3 separate regions of the Mus musculus genome follow, and regions 1 and 2 are each linked to region 3. Evidence: chromatin contacts called from public HiChIP or PLAC-seq data. All regions are on one chromosome and are shown on one strand. The core of a region is the stretch at or near the end of the contact, and the rest is flanking DNA. Distances in the headings are between cores, read along the strand shown. Region 1 holds the start of Rhbdl1 (rhomboid like 1). Region 2 holds the start of Luc7l (Luc7-like). Region 3 holds the start of Rab11fip3 (RAB11 family interacting protein 3 (class II)).

What was found. HiChIP or PLAC-seq counts read pairs in DNA pulled down with a chosen protein or histone mark.
Region 1: a contact with region 3 is called in an H3K4me3 HiChIP or PLAC-seq map of embryonic stem cells, with 13 read pairs. The contact joins the promoter of Rhbdl1 here to the promoter of Rab11fip3 in region 3. A contact is called at or near these places in 1 of 39 promoter capture datasets (neural stem cells), 1 of 484 Hi-C or Micro-C datasets (embryonic stem cells), 5 of 115 datasets of contacts at active chromatin or transcription factors (bone marrow-derived macrophages, embryonic stem cells and memory CD8 T cells) and 2 of 9 other capture datasets (adipose tissue and pancreatic islet).
Region 2: an H3K4me3 HiChIP or PLAC-seq map of embryonic stem cells shows a contact between it and region 3, with 17 read pairs. The contact joins the promoter of Luc7l here to the promoter of Rab11fip3 in region 3. A contact is called at or near these places in 2 of 484 Hi-C or Micro-C datasets (CD8 T cells and embryonic stem cells), 7 of 115 datasets of contacts at active chromatin or transcription factors (the SCID.adh cell line, embryonic stem cells and stem cell-derived neural progenitor cells) and 2 of 9 other capture datasets (liver and pancreatic islet).

Annotation. Positions count from the first base shown.
Region 1 is chr17:25,835,777-25,838,476 of GRCm38.p6, forward strand. Rhbdl1 (rhomboid like 1) reads right to left here and starts at 1,351. Exons shown (of 8, transcript NM_144816.1): 1 at 1,212-1,351; 2 at 635-796; 3 at 193-417; 4 at 1-117. The coding sequence starts at 1,250. Rhot2 (ras homolog family member T2) reads right to left here. Exons shown (of 19, transcript NM_145999.3): 19 at 2,681-2,700.
Region 2 is chr17:26,251,585-26,254,284 of GRCm38.p6, forward strand. It overlaps Luc7l (Luc7-like), which reads left to right and starts at 1,326. Exons shown (of 10, transcript NM_028190.3): 1 at 1,326-1,507. The coding sequence starts at 1,447.
Region 3 is chr17:26,068,191-26,070,890 of GRCm38.p6, forward strand. It overlaps Rab11fip3 (RAB11 family interacting protein 3 (class II)), which reads right to left and starts at 1,328. Exons shown (of 14, transcript NM_001162868.2): 1 at 1-1,328. The coding sequence starts at 987.

The DNA.
Region 1 (2,700 bases), core at 101-2,600, 230 kb before region 3:
CCATGCCCGAGCACGGTGTCCTGGGTGATACACCAGAGGGCTCTTCATATATTCAGGGTGGTAGGTCTGGAGCACCCACTTGTTGAGACGTGCCCCGTAGCACAGGAACACGATGATCTGGGGACACTAGTGTTAGGGCTGGTCAAGACTAGGGACTCAGGAGGCCCCAGGGCAATGTGTAGGCAGGCCCACCTGGGCAAGAGTGACCGAGGCCATGAACACAGGGGGTGGGCAGGTGCGGTGCCTGTAGAAGTACCAGCGGCGGTCCACCTCGCAGGGCAGGATCTCGTAGGCCACATAGCGCACAAACCGCTTGTAGACACTCAGGCCTGGCTCATCTAGCAGTCCGTCTCGGGGCAGTGCCCGCTGTCCGTTAGCAATGGCTCTCTTGAAGCTGCTGGAACGCTTGCTGCTGATCTGAAGGGCAGGAACCTTAGTGTAGGTGACAGTATTGTTCCTGTGGAACCCTACCTTACTTGGCTGTGTGGCTGCTAATGGTCTGAGGGTCTTCCACACTGCCCAGGTCTGTAAGCCCTACCCAGTAAAAAGCTGTGTGCCCACCCAGCTTTGGTCAGGGTGCTGCGCTTGACCAGGCCTGGGCCCTCCCCTGCTGCCCACACACCATGGCACTGACCAGGTCCACCAGCTCCTGGTAGCAGACCTGGCCCCGCTCGTTGCTCTGAGCCAGAGCCACCAACATGTCCAACTTGGTGGGGTCCAGGGGCAGCTCATGGCTGTGTACCAGACCAGCGAAGGTGTCCGCACCGATGAAGCCTGTGTTCTCAGGATCCAGCTGCTGTGGTGGGGGAGTAGAGGGTGGGCCAACTCCCAGCCACAGGGCTGAGCTAGGCTGGCTAGGAAGGCTGGACCTTTGTGCCAGTCAGTGCCTGTTTGCTAGAACCAGCTTGTTCCCAGGCCCTGGCAGGGCAAGGTGCCTGGTTTGGCTGTTCTACCACCTCATATTCGCTCTACCAGTCCTAGAAAGGGGAAGGACCTAGGTCCAAGGACCACCACCCTCCATCCCCAGCTTTCCGTGGAAACCCGATGAAGCCAGACCTTTCTTGGGGTCGGGAGTCTCAGAGACCAAGGTCGTGCAGGGAGGGGGGTTTGGGAGGCGGCTGCCTGGGCCTTCTGCGAGCATGGTCCCTCCCCCGAACCCCTCACCGGCTGGAAGGGCGCCAAGGCAGTGCCAGCTCCCACCCACCACGCACCTGCTCCTGAATGAGCTGCAGCAGCGAGCTCCTGTCCATAGAGCCGGGCCGAGGGCCGGGGTCGGCCGAGGCCGGGAGGGGCTGCTCTGCGGACCGCTCCGCTCCGCCCCGGCCGGCCCGCTCCGCCTGCTCTGCTCTGCGCTCCCCGAGCTCAGACAGCGTCACCGAGATGCCAGCCCAGCGCGCACACAGCCAGAGTACGCGCATATCCTGCACGCGCACGCGCGGCCCCAACTCGACGCACTGCCTGGGTAGATCGTCCCCCACCGAACAGCTCGACCCAGAACCACTGCCTGCGTCCAGCTCTTGCACCACGTGCGGCAGAAGCTTCTCCCAGTAGGCCATAGCTGGCAGCCTGCAGCACCCAATACCCTCTTAGGCAGCCTGTTTTATTACCTTCCCTAGGATACTTTCTTTCTACTAAAAATAGGTCTGTGACCCATCCCCAGAATGTCAAGGTCCAGTTGCTCCCATCATACTTTCTCCTGAGCTGGAGCTGCTTTCAGTAGACACACTTGTCCTTATTTGCACTGTTCCAGCAACGAAGCCCCAGGTTCCCTATTCATGGCCAAGGCTGGAAGCTCTAACCAAACATCCCTGAATTGGATTTGAGATAGCAGGGCCTCCAGTGCAAAAACACCAGTCAAGAAGGCACAGGGGATAGCCAGGAAGAGCCACAAATAGCCACGTGAAGGTAGAACTGACTGCAGCTTGGATAAGGGAGGGGGTGTGCTCCTGAGGACAGTGAAGGTGACAGACCAATAGGATGTGTAACCATGGCAACCCCCCCAAGTATCATTCAAAACAATCTGCTACTGCAAAGATGGGATGGCAGTTATTCTTGCCCGATGGGCCTCTACAGGGAATACAGCTGCCTACAATAAGCAGCCTGCCTAGATGCTCAGTGGGACGGCAGGCCAGTAGGTTGGGACTGGAGCAGGAGGCAAAGGCCTCATTTTTCAGGGATCCCTGTTCTGTGGACATTCTGGGGCAGAGAGAACCCACCTGACCCAACCCAAGTGACTCGTTGAGTGTATGGATTCCTGTTTGGGTGTCTTTGGTGGTAGGAGGTCATGTCACAGGATCAACTCCGAGTCCATCATTCACTCAGCTTCTGGCCAGGTTGAGATCTATGGCTGGCCCTTGCTTGTAACAGCCAGGCTACACATAAAGCCCAGGTTCTCAGCAGAGCCAGGCAGGCTGCCTGGGCTGTGTGGAGTGTGGGGCAATGAAGAACCAACAGCAGAAGCAATGTTCCCAGAGAAGCAGCAGGAGCCCTCTCACACACACCCCCACCCCCATGACACTGATGGATGCTGGCATTACTAGACAGCAGACCCCTTAACTGGACCTTCCGTAGCCATTAATCAGCATGACTAGTGAGACCACAGAATGGGAACCAGGACACAGGGGAGACGTCTCAGAAGGGTCAGGTGGCATTTCCAACTCACACAAAAACAGCAGTCACATTGCGATTGAAAAGCCATTT
Region 2 (2,700 bases), core at 76-2,575, 180 kb after region 3:
GGCTCACAATCATCCACAATGAAAACAAATAATAAAGAACCTAGGGGCTGGAGCAAGAGGAAGAAGTCGAGCGCGGGTGGGGGGGGAGTAACAAAATAAATAAATAAATAAGCATGTAATTAATATGACTTAGCATTTCAACTTTCACTGAAATAAGCAATATAGTTTTATAGAGAGTAAATGAAGAAATGGACCAAGTGTAATGGCATGTGCTGATAATCTCAATGGTCTGGAGGCTGAGCAGCAGAGGGATAGCAAGTTCAAGTCCAACCTGGCCTCTGTGTGTGTGTGTGTATGACTCTGTCTCCAACAGAAGAAATGGAGGCAAGCACATTTGCACATTTTTGTAATTGCAGCACTTGGTAAGGAAGGGAAAGTGGGAGGGTCAGGAATGCAAGTCATCTTTGGTTTCATAATAAGTTCAAGGTCAGCATGGACAACATGAGACTATATTACACAAACAAAAAGAACTGAGATATAACCTAGAAATTCACTTATCATTAGGTTTTTTTTTTTTTAAAGATTTATTATTATATGTAAGTACCCTGTAGCTGTCTTCAGACACTCCAGAAGAGGGCATCAGATTTCGTTAATCTGGACCTTTGGAAGAGCAGTAGGCGCTCTTAACCACTGAGCCATCTCGCCAGCCCCCTTGTTTTGTTTTTTGAGACAGCTTTTCCCTGTGTAACTCTGGCAATCCTGCAGCTTGCTCTGTACCATCAGGCTAGTCTCTAACTCAGAGATGTGCCTGCCTCTGCCTTCCCCAGCGCTGGGATTAAAGGCCTTTGCCTCAAGTTTAATTTATTTGTTTGACTAAAGTCTCATTAGAGCAGAGAATTTGATGTTTCAGGAACCAGGATAAAAATTAGTGGTGGAGTTTTTAATCTAGTCTTTTTTTAAAATAAAGATCTATTTATTTTATTTATATGAGTACACTGTAGCTATCTTCAGACACAGCTGAAGTGGTTATCAGACCCCATTACAGATGGTGGTGGGAACTGAACTCAGGACCTCTGGAAGAGCAGTTTGTGCCTTTAACCGCTGAGCCGTCTCTCCAGCCCTTTTTTTTTTTTTTTTTAAAAAAAAAAAACAGGAGGTAGGATCTTAGTCTCACAAAGACCACGCTTCCACAGGGTAGCCTGACACCCAGGACGCTGGCCTTGAACTACTCAAGCCTGATCCTGGGGATTACAGGCATACCACGACCGGCCAAAATCAAGCTTAGTTGATCTAGTCTTTAGAACGATTTGCGACCGTTCCACTCAGCGACTCCTGTACACTTCCCGACAGGCCTTGCATCAACGCCAAAGAACTTCCTCCCAGCATTCCCCGCGGCCGGAAAGCGCCGTGCGGGCTTCAGGCTGATAGGAGCGTCTTTCCTCGTCGCTGTTTGCGGCTTCTCTGGTCGAGTTGTGCGGAGCTTCTCGGCCGTCCCCACTGGCCACCATGTCCGCCCAGGCGCAGATGCGGGCCCTGTTGGACCAGCTCATGGGCACGGCTCGGGACGGTGAGTCTGAGCGGTGGCCCAGGCTCTGGGCGGGGTGGGAGCAAGGCGAGGCCGCCTGGAAGCCTGAGGTGAGGGCCGTGACAGCGTGCGTCTGCGCGGGGCGCCATTTTTCTCCCCTGCTTGCTGACCCCAGGCTCGGGGCCTTTGTCTGATCTGCTTGGCCTGCGAGTCTCTCGCAGCCGCCGCGTTCTACTGGTCCGGGCTGCCTCCTTCCTGAGAGTCCGATCCGACGGTGGGGCTCTGTCCCCTTCTCGTTTTCCGTCATGCGAGTTCCTCTTGGTCGGCACGGCGGCTCGGCGCCGCCGGGCAAACTGGAGCGTCGGCGAAGGGCTGGAACCAGCGCGGGCTCCGGGGTGCTGGCTGCCGGGTGGCGGAATTTCTCTGATACTCTTCGGAGGAGAGGCGATCCCCGAAGGAGCTGGACGGGTTTCGAAAACCCGGGCGTTCTTGCTCCATACGGTTACACGGGGAGCCGCAAATGAGCATTTCTAACGTGGGTTCCCTCCGCGTACTTTTCTAGTCTTCCCTCCCTTCATTCCCCTGCCTCACAGATTAGCCTCGGTTTAGTCACCTCTCGGCATTCATTAGGTAGTTGGTTCAGTAAGGAGGCGTGCAAGATCATGGTGGTGTCTCAGGAAAAAGCAGTTGCATCCTAGCAAAGCTAGATCCCTGCTGTGGTTTGTGTTTTCATTTTTACTAAAGTAATAAAGTTGTAATTTCACACTGGCACATTTCACAGGGCTGTGCAGATTCTTTGCACCATTTCATAGGTCAATACGTGCTTTTAGCTTTCTTTGTATGTTGAGTTGCTTTTGAATTGCTTCCCATATTTTTATTTCATACAAACTGAACAATTGTGGCCCCTCTATTTTATTTATAAAGGTTCAGTGTATCTTTGCCTGCCTACATCAATCTGCAAGGGAGTTGCAGAAAAGCCTCATGTTCATCGAGCCGTGAGTCACAACCAATTTCTAAGCTGTTATAACAAAAAAGTGTTTGCTTTTTTCCCACAAGTAACTTTAAAAGTGTAGTTTAGAAAGAAAACATTTTCAGTAAAAAGACACGACATTAATCCTGGATGCTTGCCAATCCTGAAGTATATTCTCCCTGACTATTACACAGCACTGTGTCCTGTACACAGATAGCCTTAGAATTTGTCACATACCACTTTGCCTTTACTTTTATGTATCATT
Region 3 (2,700 bases), core at 78-2,577:
CTCTGGCTCCTTGGCCGAGAGGCACCCTGTGTCCGCCTCCTGAGGACAGCTGTGAGAGGCATCAGGCTCTTCTAGCTCCTTGGCCAACAAACACGGTGCCTCTGACTCCTGGGGCCAGCAGTGAAGGGCGTCAGGCTCTTCCAGCTCCTCCGTCAAGAGGCACGGTGCGTCGGATTCCTCCCACTTTTTGGCCAAGAGACAGGGCACGTCGGGCTCCTGGGGCCAGCAGCGAGGGGCGTCGGGTTCCTCCAGCTCTTTGGCTAAGTGGCACGGTGCGTCTGGTTCCTCCAGCTCCTTAGCCAAGTGACAGGATTCGTCGGGCTCCTGGGGCCAGCAGCGAGGGGAGTCGAGGTCCTCCAGTTCCTTGGCCAAGTGGCACGGTGCGTCTGGCCCTTGAAGCCAGCAGCGAAGGGCATCAGGTTCCTCCACCTCCTTGAGCAAGTGACAGAATGCGTCTGGTTCCTGGGGCCAGCAGCGAGGGGCGTCGGGTTCCTCTAGCTCCTTGGCCAAGTGGCACGGCACGTCGGGCTCCTGGGGCCAGCACCGAGGGATGTTGGGTTCCTCTAGCTCTTTGGCCAAGTAGCACGGTGTGTCGGGCTCCTGGGGCAGGCAGCGAGGGGCGTCGGGTTCCTCCAACTCCTTGGCCAAGTGGCACGGTGTGTCTGGCTCCTGGGGCCAGCAGCGAGGGGAGTCGGATTCCTCCAGCTCCTCTGCCAAGTGACAGGATTCATCGGGCTCCTGGGACGAGCAGCGAGGGGCATTGGGCTCTTTGGCCCAGCGACTAGGAGCGTGAGGCTCCTCTACCTCCTCGGGCCAGCAGATTGGCGCGTTGGGTCCCTCTGGCCACCGTTGAAGCTGGGCGTGTTCCTCGGGCTCTTCTGACCAGCCGCGAGGAGCGTCGGGCCCCACCAGCCCCATGACCCCACGCTGGGGCCCAGACGCTGGCTGGTCGTGGTCTGACAGGGAGGTCGGCTGGCACAGCTCCATGATCCGGCGCCGGCTAAACTAGGGATGATACGAAAGGCGCGGAAGGCAGACAAAGGCGCTCAGGGCGCGGCGGCGGGCGCGGGCATCCCCGCGGCGACGCGGGCGGGCGCGCGCGGGGCGCCCGGACTGCTGAGGCTGGCGCTCGGGCCCTGCTCCGCCCTCGCCCATCTTCGCACCGCACCTTAGCGGCTCCCGGCCCCGCAGCGCGGCTGGCGCGGGCCCATGGCAGCGGCACAGTCCGGATGATGTAAGGACCCAGTGGCGGGGAGTGGACGGTGGGAGACAGGCACCGGCCGGGCAGCGGAGGATGAAGCCAGAGCGCCTGAGCTTAGGAACCCAGTGAGGGACGCCGGCGCCGGCGCCGGCCCGCCCTCCGTCGCGCGTGACGTCAGCACGCCGTGTAACCTGATCACGCCCCCATGGATTGCTATAAAGGTGAGTTCGAAGAGGGCACAGCTTAGGGGCGACGGTGCTCTGCCCAATTCGAGTTTTCCGTACGATTTGCGCGAGTGGGATGAGTGAAGTGTTCTGTCGCAGGAAGAGGCGCCCGAGAATAGGTTTTGGAAAACTATTGCTGAACGGGAACAAAACATTCGCATATCCCAAAAGAAGCCGCTAGTCCCTTCTGTGTGACTCCTTCACAAACTGGTGGTACAAACCAGAATATTAATTGGCAGCAAGTAGGAGCGAAGGAGCGCTCGAATTGCCCCACCAGGTAAGGAATTATCCAAAGTCTCTCACACAAGGACAGGATCTAAGGGGCTCACACATTCATCCACAGGAGCGCACAGTAAAATAAAGAGGCACAGATGTTGTTTTACTTTGATATGTTGTTTGGTATCTTTTTGAAACAGGAACTTGTGCAGCCCACGCTACCTTTAACTCCTAATCCTGCCGCCATGGATTGTAGACTGGCCCAAACAACCCTGCTCTGAACATGTTTTTAAATTACATAAACAGCGCTTATCTCTTTATTGCTAACTAATGCCGTTATCATCATCAAAGGGTCGTGCTCAGAGATGCGGAGCAGTTGACTAAGCCAGTTGGAAGCAATGAGGTGCATCTAGTCAAGAACTAAATTTAGCCATTTAGCCAGGGGAAACTATGAACCAATTGTACACTCGTGGGCACCATGGACAAGTATGGTTTCATAAGCAGTTTTGGCAAAAGCTGAAAACTGAACTCCGTTTCCAGGTGTACAGCCAGCTAATCTACTGAGTCATCCCCAAGCAAAACTCCCAGCATATTATAGGAGACTTCCAGCAGCTGGGAAAAAGGAAGGTGATGTGCTCCCTCCCTAAAATGTAGTCCTATTTTCCTGTAAGAACTGAATGCTTTTGTGAGGAATATATATATTGAAAGAATAAAGTCCCCTCTATCTAATGCAAGGACTGGAAATTCCCTTTGACTGACAAACATTCTCACATGCAGTTCCAGTGAGTGCCAACCTTTCTATTTAGTGTGTCATGGTAAGTATCCACCTGTCCTTTGGTGTTCTCAGTCAAGATCAGTTTTCTGAGGAGCCAGGTGTTCCTGTTGTGTGCCAAAACTAAGAAAAATATTTATGACTTCCAGCATTTGTGTGCCCAAATAGAACCAGTGTGTAGAGAATGCACACCTCCTGGCTCAGACCAAGCAATGGGGCTGCAGATGAAAGGTTATAAGGAGTCAGGCGATGGGCTGGTGAGATGGCTCAGCACTAGCTGCTCTTCC